Linked DNA regions of Arabidopsis thaliana: region 2 is linked to region 1. The links are chromatin contacts, called in public capture Hi-C maps. All regions are on one chromosome and are shown on one strand. The core of a region is the stretch at or near the end of the contact, and the rest is flanking DNA. Distances in the headings are between cores, read along the strand shown.

Evidence for each region. Capture Hi-C pulls out chosen DNA fragments and counts their contacts.
Region 2: a capture Hi-C map of seedling shows a contact between it and region 1, with 1.6 times the contacts expected there. A contact is called at or near these places in 5 of 26 Hi-C or Micro-C datasets (root, rosette leaf, seedling and 1 more) and 1 of 3 other capture datasets (seedling).

The regions. Positions count from the first base shown.
Region 1 is chr1:22,076,939-22,082,153 of TAIR10.1, forward strand. It overlaps ARL2 (ARG1-like 2), which reads left to right and starts at 3,751. Exons shown (of 9, transcript NM_001333872.1): 1 at 3,751-4,276; 2 at 4,424-4,547; 3 at 4,779-4,861; 4 at 4,990-5,101; 5 at 5,205-5,215. The coding sequence starts at 4,131. It overlaps AT1G08283 (a long non-coding RNA gene), which reads right to left and starts at 130. Exons shown (of 1, transcript NR_139402.1): 1 at 1-130.
Region 2 is chr1:21,996,803-22,002,113 of TAIR10.1, forward strand. It overlaps AT1G59780 (NB-ARC domain-containing disease resistance protein), which reads right to left and starts at 2,830. Exons shown (of 5, transcript NM_001333867.1): 1 at 2,709-2,830; 2 at 31-883. The coding sequence starts at 874. It overlaps AT1G59790 (Cullin family protein), which reads left to right and starts at 4,702. Exons shown (of 10, transcript NM_001333868.1): 1 at 4,702-4,850; 2 at 4,930-5,023; 3 at 5,163-5,311. The coding sequence starts at 4,702.

The sequences.
Region 1 (5,215 bases), core at 2,501-5,000:
TCTCTTGAACAAGAACAACAAGGCCAAGATCTCCATCGTGTGTTTCGTATGTCTGAAAATCCCTCTGAACTTTTTATTATAGTTTTGATGAGACTTGTTTGGTGGAAGTTTGGTGGTTCTGATGATGATGAGAGAGAGCGAAGAAATTATGGCTTATAAAAAAGAAGAAGAGACATGATGATTACTGATTGGTACAAACATTGAAAATAGTTATAAAAAGAGAAGTAAATTGTCAAAACAATCACAACTATTTACTCTACCTACGTATGGGTTATATAACATAAATATACGAATTTGTTATACATATGGGGTATGAACTTATGACTGCGTATAATGAGATTTGAGGACCGTGTTCAAAACTTTCCTTTTAACAATCGTTGCATATAAAAAATACATAACATGTGATCTACAGTGCATATCTTGCTTTTGGGCTCTTGAGTTGATAGCGTATTACATTGAGGATGTGAGTTAATGAAGCCCTAAACATATAGTGTTGTTTGACCTTTTTAGTGTTGCTTTATATAATAGGTCATCGTTTGCTAAGTTTATATCCATGCATATGTACCTTCTTGAGGTAGGATTTTTATGCCCCTCAAAATATGGAAATTGTACAATACATATACTCCAAAAAAATCACTCGTGGGTATTCTTTGGATTGGGATATTCTTGGTTTTCACTTTTCATATATCATCTGAAAAAGTTTAGTTTGGACAAAATGGCTGTACCGGGAAAAAACAAAATAGACCGTTAGGTGCCTTGTCTCTCAAATCAATATCAATAATATGCTCTAATATATTGTACCTTGTAACATGTAAATGGGTCCATAAAAATCAGATAATAAGTGGGGGTTTTCATTTATTTTTTAAATGCGTAGTTAGATATGTTCTAATTGATTTTTCTTATCATTGTGATATATAAGTAAGAGATCATTATTTCTAATGGATATATGATATCTTGGATTGGGTATTGTGACTAAACTTCGTCTTCTATAACTTTTTGACTTCAATCAATAATCAATTTGTAGCTGATGGAAACTTCTCATTCTACCAAAACAAAAGCCCTACTATTTGGTGGGTTGCAAGTGATCACTAAGCCATCTTCCTAAAATATTTTTGTATGTTTAAATAGTTGAGTTACCAGTAATTAGAAAACTTTGCAAAAACCAAAAAAGAAAAAGAGTGATTAGCCAAATGCACTTTCAAATAGAAAATCAACAAAATACGCAAATATAGAGGTTTACCATATATGTAAAAAAACATCTGAAAAAAGTTCGTCACAATAAAGAGAAAATTTTGGACAATAGAGATATTGACGGAGTACATGTATGTGATATTGTTGCAAAAGGATAGCCTCAAACTCATATTCATAGGAAAAGACCACAAACTTTATTTGTTATGAATCCATTTAGTTACAACGTCATGTTAAGTAGATTCTTAAAAAACTATAGAAGTAATTATTATCCTAAATAGTATCAACATAAGACAACATATTCGATTGAGATAATAGTTGGGGCAGTCCGTAGTCGTCAGAGAAAGATTAACATCACATACTTTTTTGGCTTATCGTTCACTTTTCATTTTAAGTGGTAGTTGGGTTTTACACTTTATATATTGAACCTAGATAACAACTGTTGTGAATTCTCTGTTTTTGATTCGACCCTCTTTTGAACCATGGTTATATAATTGTTCTCGACAGACCTCAAGATTTTTTTGTTTTAAACTGATTACAAAAATCTTATATACACATGCACATAGTAAAGTCTAAACCAAAGCAATATAATAGATATAAATGTTCAGTCAGAGTTTCTATTATCAATCTTGCAAAGAAATGAAAATATCTTTCGATAGATGAAGATTAAGATTCAGACAATAACATGCAACCTTTTTCTTTCCCCCCAAAAACACATCGATCACCCACCATCAATCCATCATGGATCGATCATCCATTTAGGGACCTATTTACGTTTGATTTTTTTTTTCCTATAACTTTCTTTAATAAGGACAACAAGGCCAAGATCTTCATCGTGTGTTTCGTGTGTCTCAAAATCCCTCTAAACTTTTTATTGTAGTTTGGTGAGACTTGTTTGGTGGTGCTGATGATGATGAGAGAGAGAGAGAGAGAGAGCGCGCGAGGAAATCATGGCTGGTAAACAGAAGAAGAGACATGATGATTACTGATTGAAATATTATATATGTACACCATTGAAATAAGTTATAAAAGTGTCGTAAATCGTCAAAAGAATCAGTAGTATATATCTACTCTATATGATCTATATACACCATTCATATATAAAAGAATCACAAGTATGTTATTGAGGATGTGTGTCAATGAAGCCCTACGAGAAAGGTCTGTGCACTACCAAAAAAGAGACACATAGTTTGTTTGAGTTTTTTTATTGGGTTCATTTGTTAAATTTATATCCATAAATACCTCCTTGAGGTATAGCCGTACAGGGTTTTTTTGCAGTTCAAGATATGGCATTTGTATGAAACTTATATACCCGCCAAAAAAAACATACCTAGGTCACCCGTGGGTATTTTTTGATTGGGACAAACTGGCTGTAGGGAAAGAAAAAACAGACAACGTTAGGTGCCTTGTCTCTCAAATCACTTATCAGGACTCAGGAGCAATAATTTGTTCGAACCAATTGTACGTTGTAACATCTAAATGGGTCCATAACAATCAGATAATAAAATTTTATCATCTTTCTTAATTTATTTATTTCCAAATAACTTTCTTTATCATGTTTCTTAATTACGTTGATGCATGTTTAGATAGCCGAAACAAATCACTATTACTTTGATTCTTATTATTTATTTATCAATTTCTGGATTCATGACATTTGAAAAACTAAATGATGTATTACTGTGCATTTGCAATTCAATCGATCTTAAAGTCTTAAAATCAACTAGACGATAAAACGGTCTATTTCCCTATAGAACTAGATATATATACTATGCATTGTGATATAGAATTAAGAGATTACTGTTTCTTTGGATGTATGATCTTTTATCAGAATAAACTTCTTATTTTGTCTTCAGAAATAATCTTGACTTCGATCAATCATTATTTCGTAAGCGATAAAAACTTCTGATTATCTACCAAAAAATGATTTCAATATATTGTGACATTGTTGCAATACGATAACCACAAACTCATATTCATAGGGAAATGTTTTAACAAACTTTGTTACAAATTCATCTACTTACAACGTGATGCTCAATCATTGATATACATTATAAAAAGAATTATTATCTTAAAATAGTATCAACATAAGACAACATGCTCGATCGAGATAATACATGTGCCAGCGCAGTCCATAGTCGTCAGAAAAAGATCAACATCAAATACTTTTTAGGCTTATCGCGCACTTTTCACTTTAAGAGGTTATTGTGATTACACTTTACGTATTGAACCTAAATATCAATTTCACAGTTGGAAGTTTACAAAAATAATGCCAGTGTCGATCCTAGGATGATGCGAAACCAAAAGATGATGTTACATATATATACACATGCACATTTAGTATTCTGGTTATCAAGATAAGGATGAAAAGACTAATTAAACCAAAGCAGTGTCTATGACATTGCAAGCATTCTCCAACCCATAAGACAAAATTGATTCTACAAACTTTCATATCATCAGAATCTATGAAATGAATCAACAACTATCACATCTCAGCAGCAAAGTTAAAGGACTTTCCACATGATCTATATTTATAAGGGTATCGTTAAGATCTTCTCACATGTGTGGCACGTGACATATTTAATATTCTTGATGGGCTTTTCTGTTTTTTATGGGCCTTTTCGAATTTCAGGGTTTTAAATAAGTTAGAAATTAGATAAATAAAAAACAAATTAGCAAAAAATAACGAAGTGTCTCGTCTCTTCTCTCTTGTCTTCTCCAGATCAGTGTTTGTGGGGTTTTCCCAATGGAGCTTCTTCTCTCATTGTCTCTCCTCCTGGGGTTTTGGTGTAACAACAATCCTCAATTCACGAGGCATGAATCATTATTCTCCCCATTTGCTTATTCTCTGGCTAGAATCCCCAGATTTTACTGTATCGACTTTGGGAATTTAACTGGAGAACCATTTCCACTCAAACTGGGAAACAAAAACCTGTTATTGAACAATGGCCACTCATTCATCGAGATCGGAGAATAAAGACGCCGGAGAAGAAGATGAGCTCCGACGAAGGAACCCTTATGAAGTCCTTGGCATCCCCAGCAATTCGACTGATCAAGAGATCAAAAGTGCTTATCGGAGAATGGCTCTCAGGTTTTTCAAAAAGATTGAAACTTTGCGTTGATTAAGATGCAATTTAGGTTTAGAATTGATTTAAGAGGTTTAGAATTTGTGCGAGTGTTGTATCTGTGTTAAAGTTGATTACTTGGTGGTTACATGTACTGAAGTTTGGTTCTTCAGGTACCATCCTGATAAGAATCCAGACGACCCGGTTGCAGCAGAGATGTTTAAGGAAGTTACATTTGCTTATGAGGTCTTGTCTGATCCTGAGAATCGGCGTCTATATGATACTACTGGCTCTGAGGTGAGAATTTCAGACAATTCCTGAGTTTTAACATCGCTGGTTGGTTTGCAAAGTTAGCATTGAAGAGAATATTATATAATGGGAAAGTTTGGAATTGAATAGTTTAGCATTAGAGTAGCGGCCATGCTAAATTACCTAAGGCTATAGTTTCTAGTTCTTCTTTAGATGACCCTTTGTTCATAATCATTTGCGATTTGATATCTAAGTTTTATTGATTCACATGGGATGTAGGCTGTGGGTCCGGAAAATGAAGACCTAGAGCTCGATCTGTCAAGCTTAGGAGCTGTTAATACTATATTTGCTGCATTGTTCAAGTGAGTTTCGTAGACTTGCTCTATTCTCTGTTTTTTCATTCTTCTTGGTTCTGAAAGAGAATGTTATCAATTGTTTTACTTTTGTTTGTGAGATAACTTCGAAACTTGACTATTTTTGTCCTCCACAGTAAGCTTGGTGTGCAAATTAAGACAACTGTTTCTGCAAATTTATTGGGGGAGGCGTTGAATGGTACGGTTACTACTTTGCCTCTCATGGTTGGGCAAGTCGTGTCCAGGAAGGTATGATAATGAGAGTCTTAATGTGGATTTGTCATCTGTAACATATTTTCTTCTTTGCATTAATGTGGATTTGTCATCTGTAACATATTTTCTTCTCTAACAGGTTGAAAAGCA
Region 2 (5,311 bases), core at 1,580-4,079, 81 kb before region 1:
ATATAGTTATATATGTAATAAAAGGGTCACCTTTTCTCTCTGGAAACATGGGCGCTATTCTGTACCAGTCCTCTCTTTTCCATAGGTCATCAAAGACGATCAAAGCTTTTTTTGTTTCCAACAACTGAAAGAGTTTCTTCTGAATATCGTCTTCCGGCAAGTCTGAGTCTTTATATTTAGGACTAAGATTCCCCAAGATGGTTTTCCACACATCTTTCCGTGTAAACTCTTGTGATACACACACCCACGCAAGTCCATCAAAATGACTTTTTACCTTATCATGATCAAAAATTTGCCGTGCAAGGGTGGTTTTGCCAAGACCACCCAAACCAGTAATAGATACCCCATGACTGCTATCGTTTCCCACCAATTCTTCAACCAATTTCTCAACATTTTTCTCCAAACCAACAAGATTGCTCTCAGATTCACTAGAAAATGTATGACGCAACTCCCTTTTCCTTTCCAGTTGAGCATGCGAATCCACACCGTCCATAATGTCTGATTTTATGCCTAAATTCTGCATAACTTGGATAACCTTGGAGATCCTCTTACTGATGCTTGTGATTTGCAAGGCAATCTCCCTACGACCACCTGGAAAGCAAGCAAGGCTTCTCATGTTGACACTGCCTTTTAGAAGAAAGATTTCTATTATATCCTCAGCATCATAAGTGATTTCCTTTATCTCTTCAAGGCAGTTTCTTGCAAGTGCACGGGTTTGTTTCTTTGCATCTGCATCAGATAGAAAGGCCATTAACATCTTCAGATCATCTCTTAGCTCCGTAATTTGCTCTTCAACTCCCTGGAATCGCTCATATTCTTGGCTCAGGAGTTTCCAAAGCTTTTCAACACCGAACGATACAATTGAATCAACCATATATAAGTCCTGCATGAATAGTACGAAAGTAGAGGTGAAACCTTTTTATAATGAAGAGGAAACATTAATTAGCAAGAACCTACATCACATATATTATATATAAGTTCAAACTGCTAAAGATAAAAGTGATTTAATATATACTTGCATTTTTCATTATTAGCAGTCTATCACATGATTCTTTAAGAATAGGTTTGGCTTAGCTAAATTTTTTTTTGGGCAAAAACATACTTGACTCCATTAATCCACATACCAAATACAAAGTTCAAACAAACATCCAACACATGGTTCGAAGTCAATTACGTCCGAGTCTTATGGAGTCTAAGTAGTGGAGTTGTGGAATTGAGTCAGTTCGTGTAGTGGAGTTATGGAGTCTGTTCCTATTTTTTAGTCGTTTTGTTGTTCCTTTTGAGTCTTTGTAAGGCTATTTAAAGCCATCTTTTCACGTTAATGAAGTATCACTTTTAGCCAAACAATTCACAAACTAGCATTCTAACAAGTGAATGGTAGAGATAGAATATACGATAATTTGACGGAAGATCCAAACATCGGAGACAAGAACTTGAACGTAGTTTGCAACAAGCGAGAGAATGGCGAGTCGAAAATCATTCCACAAAAACTTGGGGAGATTGAAGATTAGTTACGGTCCAATAAAGACATAATAATGTTGAAAAGAGGTTCTTTAACTTGAATATCACCGGCTTAATATCCACATCATCTAAGAATCTGGGTAAAGTACATAAACGGTTCCTTCAAAAGGAGGTGAGAGTCCAAACCAAGGTTCTTTCTATTAAAGAGGATAATTGTAACATAGAGTTCTTAGAAAAGATAAAACGATTAACAACACTAAGGATGTCTTCCTCCAAGGTTCGTAACAAATTATTAGCTTTCCTAACCACCGATGTCCGCACAAAGTGAAATTGGAGTCCTTGACCAATATCAGCAATGTCAAGAGACATCAAAGGATTAGGAAATGCCAAAATATTTATAAAAAAAACAGACCTGGGCCAAGATGCTAATTGGGTTAGCCCTATTATTTCAGACATGGGCCGAGAAAGATATCTTAGTGGGCCAAGAATTGAGAAACCCATCTCAAAGAAAGAGTCCATCTGAGCAATTAGGGATTTGAGCAGATCCAGAAGTTGAGGGCTGCTTGGAGGGGGATGCAAGCCGTCGTGGGAGACCAATAGTTAGGGACCAAAGGTTTTGCAGGTTTGGAGCTTCCGCGATTGTGAGTGAGAGAACTCACTAGCTTTGTCAATGAAAACCCATTGGAGAGCCAATGAATCACCACCCAGAAGATAGACGGTCCAAGAGAGACTTCTCTTGCCACAACGAAGTCGAGTGTGAGATTTCTTCTGAAGGGATTTGAGCAGATCCAGAAGTTTAGAAAGGAAACTAAGTGATGGAAGAATATTCAACTTTTAAAGATGCATCGCAGTGGGGGAACGGTTTCAGCAAAAATAGAACGTGCAGAGAGCTGAGCGTAAGAGTAGTCACCGGCCACCACCGTCTTCCTCTGCCGTGAGATTGTTTTGCCTTTTAAAACCGGTGAGGGATATAGGTTTCACGAGGGTTTATAGAAGTAAATCGGAAAAAGGAAAAACGTGAACAAACAAAGGTGGCCAAGGAAGCAGAACAAACTTTTGAGGATTCAAGTTTCTTCAAACATGATCTAAGATTTTGCATTGTTTAAGAAAGAAAAAAAAAACTAATTGAACGAGTAGAGTCGAATTGATGGAAACAAATCAAGGACAGAGCAAAAGACCTTCTGCAATCAGAAAACAAATAAACTTTGACAGAAAAGTAAAAATCAATAACAAACAAACTGGCTCACCTGTCGAAACCACTTTTTTCTCGTTGTCCTTTGGAAGAAGAAAGATGATTGTTCTTTGTTCTTTAGTTATGAAGTCTCAGCTTATTCTTAGATATGGGAGTAAGTATGAAATCGGTAGCCAAGTTGACGATATTTAAATTAAAATAAGACCGGGAAAAAGTTAAGACTTTGTTGTGCATGTGCAGTGCACGTTAAAACTTGGGGTCAATAAATAAAAAACCAATATCTTTACTCCGGTACTTTTAACGTTTCTTTAATTATTTGATCCATAATCTCCGTTAAATCTTAATCTTGACAAATTACAAAAAATAAAAACAAAAAAGGCTGGACACGATTACTATTAGTTATCACTCGCTTCATAGTCGTTACTTGACTTTTACCCGGACGAAGAAAATAAGTATCCGTAACAAACAAAGTGGATACCAACTACCAAGTATTAAAATTTTAATACTAGCAAATACAAGTCAAGTAGTATATATGAAAAATAATATAACTACTTGATCCATTTTACCCATTACACATTTTTGTAGAACAATAATACAGCATTATGTTGTCCCACATTTGTTTTTAAAGAAGTTAGGGGGTGATTGGCTATATGCTTTCAAGACTTTAAAAGCAGTCTAAAGTTCTCACATTTTGTTTTTCCAATTAGGCTTTTTTACTAATTTCTCAAAAACTTTTTTTTTCTTTTTTTTTTTTTTCTTTTTTTAAACCTCATAAACGAGGCTTTTCAAACAAAAAAATATTAAAGTGATTTGTTTCTTTTTTCTATACTATAAAAAAATCTACACATTTGAATTCTGAAAGCTTTTTTGTTTTTAGAAAAGTTTCCGAAGCAGTTTATTTATTTATTTTCTAATCATTTGATAACTTAATTTTTTTGGTTAGAAAAAAACATGGATTAAAAACCCTTCACTTTTTTTCTAAAAACATGTAAAAGATCTTCAACTTTTTTATTGGTTTTAAACCATAGGGTAGATTAAAATATAGTTTTCAATCGTAAGATCCATAAAGATATTTTTTAATAGATTATATGATTCTTTAATCTCCGTCAAATCTTGACAAATATACCAATTGAGCTCCCCACATGGCTTTCTTTGCATTGAATTACAAAAACTTATGCTTTGTAGAAAGTAGAAACTAGATTTAGAAAAGAGCTAAAAGCTACAACTGTCACATTAATTCTGTTTTTATAAATCATCTGCTTTTCTTGTCTTCAGATATAATTTGAACATTCAATAGATTTAAGGATGTTCAGTTATCTGGTATTTACAAGATTTAACAATTTCCTAGTGATTGTTAACTATACTTCACCGCATCAGTTGCCAACATAGTCAAAAACTTCAATACTTTTTTTGGCCAAGTTCATGTCTCAATGGCATATCAACCCCCAAAGCAACCCATGGAAAGAGAGGTTTAAAATTCCAAATATGTTTGTTATCAATCTAAACATTTGAAGTGGGCCAAGTGACACTACTGACATGAAACTTAATTATTTAGAATTCTAACCTTATATTTTCTCTAGTTTTCTCTTCTATATATCTAGATATATCTATATATTTATATATTTATTGAGGTCTGAGATATATTCACAGCCTTCTCAACGTTGGCTATATATTTGACTTCCGTTTTTCTTCTAGGTCTTTTATTGCGCAGTTCAATACTCAAAGCTAATTACGGTGATATCGGAATCCATATCTTCAGGTACGTGACTCTTAGATTTAAGGGTTTTGATCGATTTAGGTTTACGTCATCTTAATTACTTTCAAAGACTGGTTTCATTCTCGCGTAATCTCAATGGACGCGTAACATCATGTCACTGCTCTAATTTGTTTTGGTTCGTGGTTGGCGATAACTATAAGATCAATTAGTTTAATTTGGAATATAAACAATTTGGATGCAAAAGTCTCAATAATAATTACCTCTCTCAAGCCCTAAATTTTGTTGTAACTATCTTAAATTCTTCCAGAAATTTGACTCAACAGATCTTGAAATGGATTCGAGAAGAATGTCCCGACCCAGACAGATTAAATTTGAGGAAGGATGGTCCAACATTCAGAAAGGTATTACCAAGCTGATAAGGATTCTAGAAGGAGAGCCTGAACCAACATTTTATTTTAGTGAATGTTTTAAACTTTACACGTAAGTAATGTTTGTGGTCTTATGTAACGTTTGCTAACAGTTTTGTACCTACCACAGTAATTTCTTATGTGATTCACAGGATTATCTACGATATGTGTGTCCAGAGATCCGATTATTCACAGCAGCTTTATGAAAAGTATCGTAAAGTAATTGAAGATTATACTATCCAAACGGTTAGTACCAAAACTTTTCATTTGGGTTAGTTTCTTAGATATCGTGCACAAAAATATCAATGTGTGAAGAAAACATGTTTGTTTTTCTTAACTTTAACGCAAAAGATGTAATATAGTCTCTTTTTTATGTGCGGTTAAGGTGTTGCCGTCTTTAAGGGAGAAGCATGATGAAGATATGCTAAGAGAGCTTGTTAAGAGGTGGAATAACCATAAAATTATGGTCAAATGGTTAAGCAAGTTCTTCGTTTATATTGACCGTCACTTGGTTCGTCGGAGTAAGATTCCAAT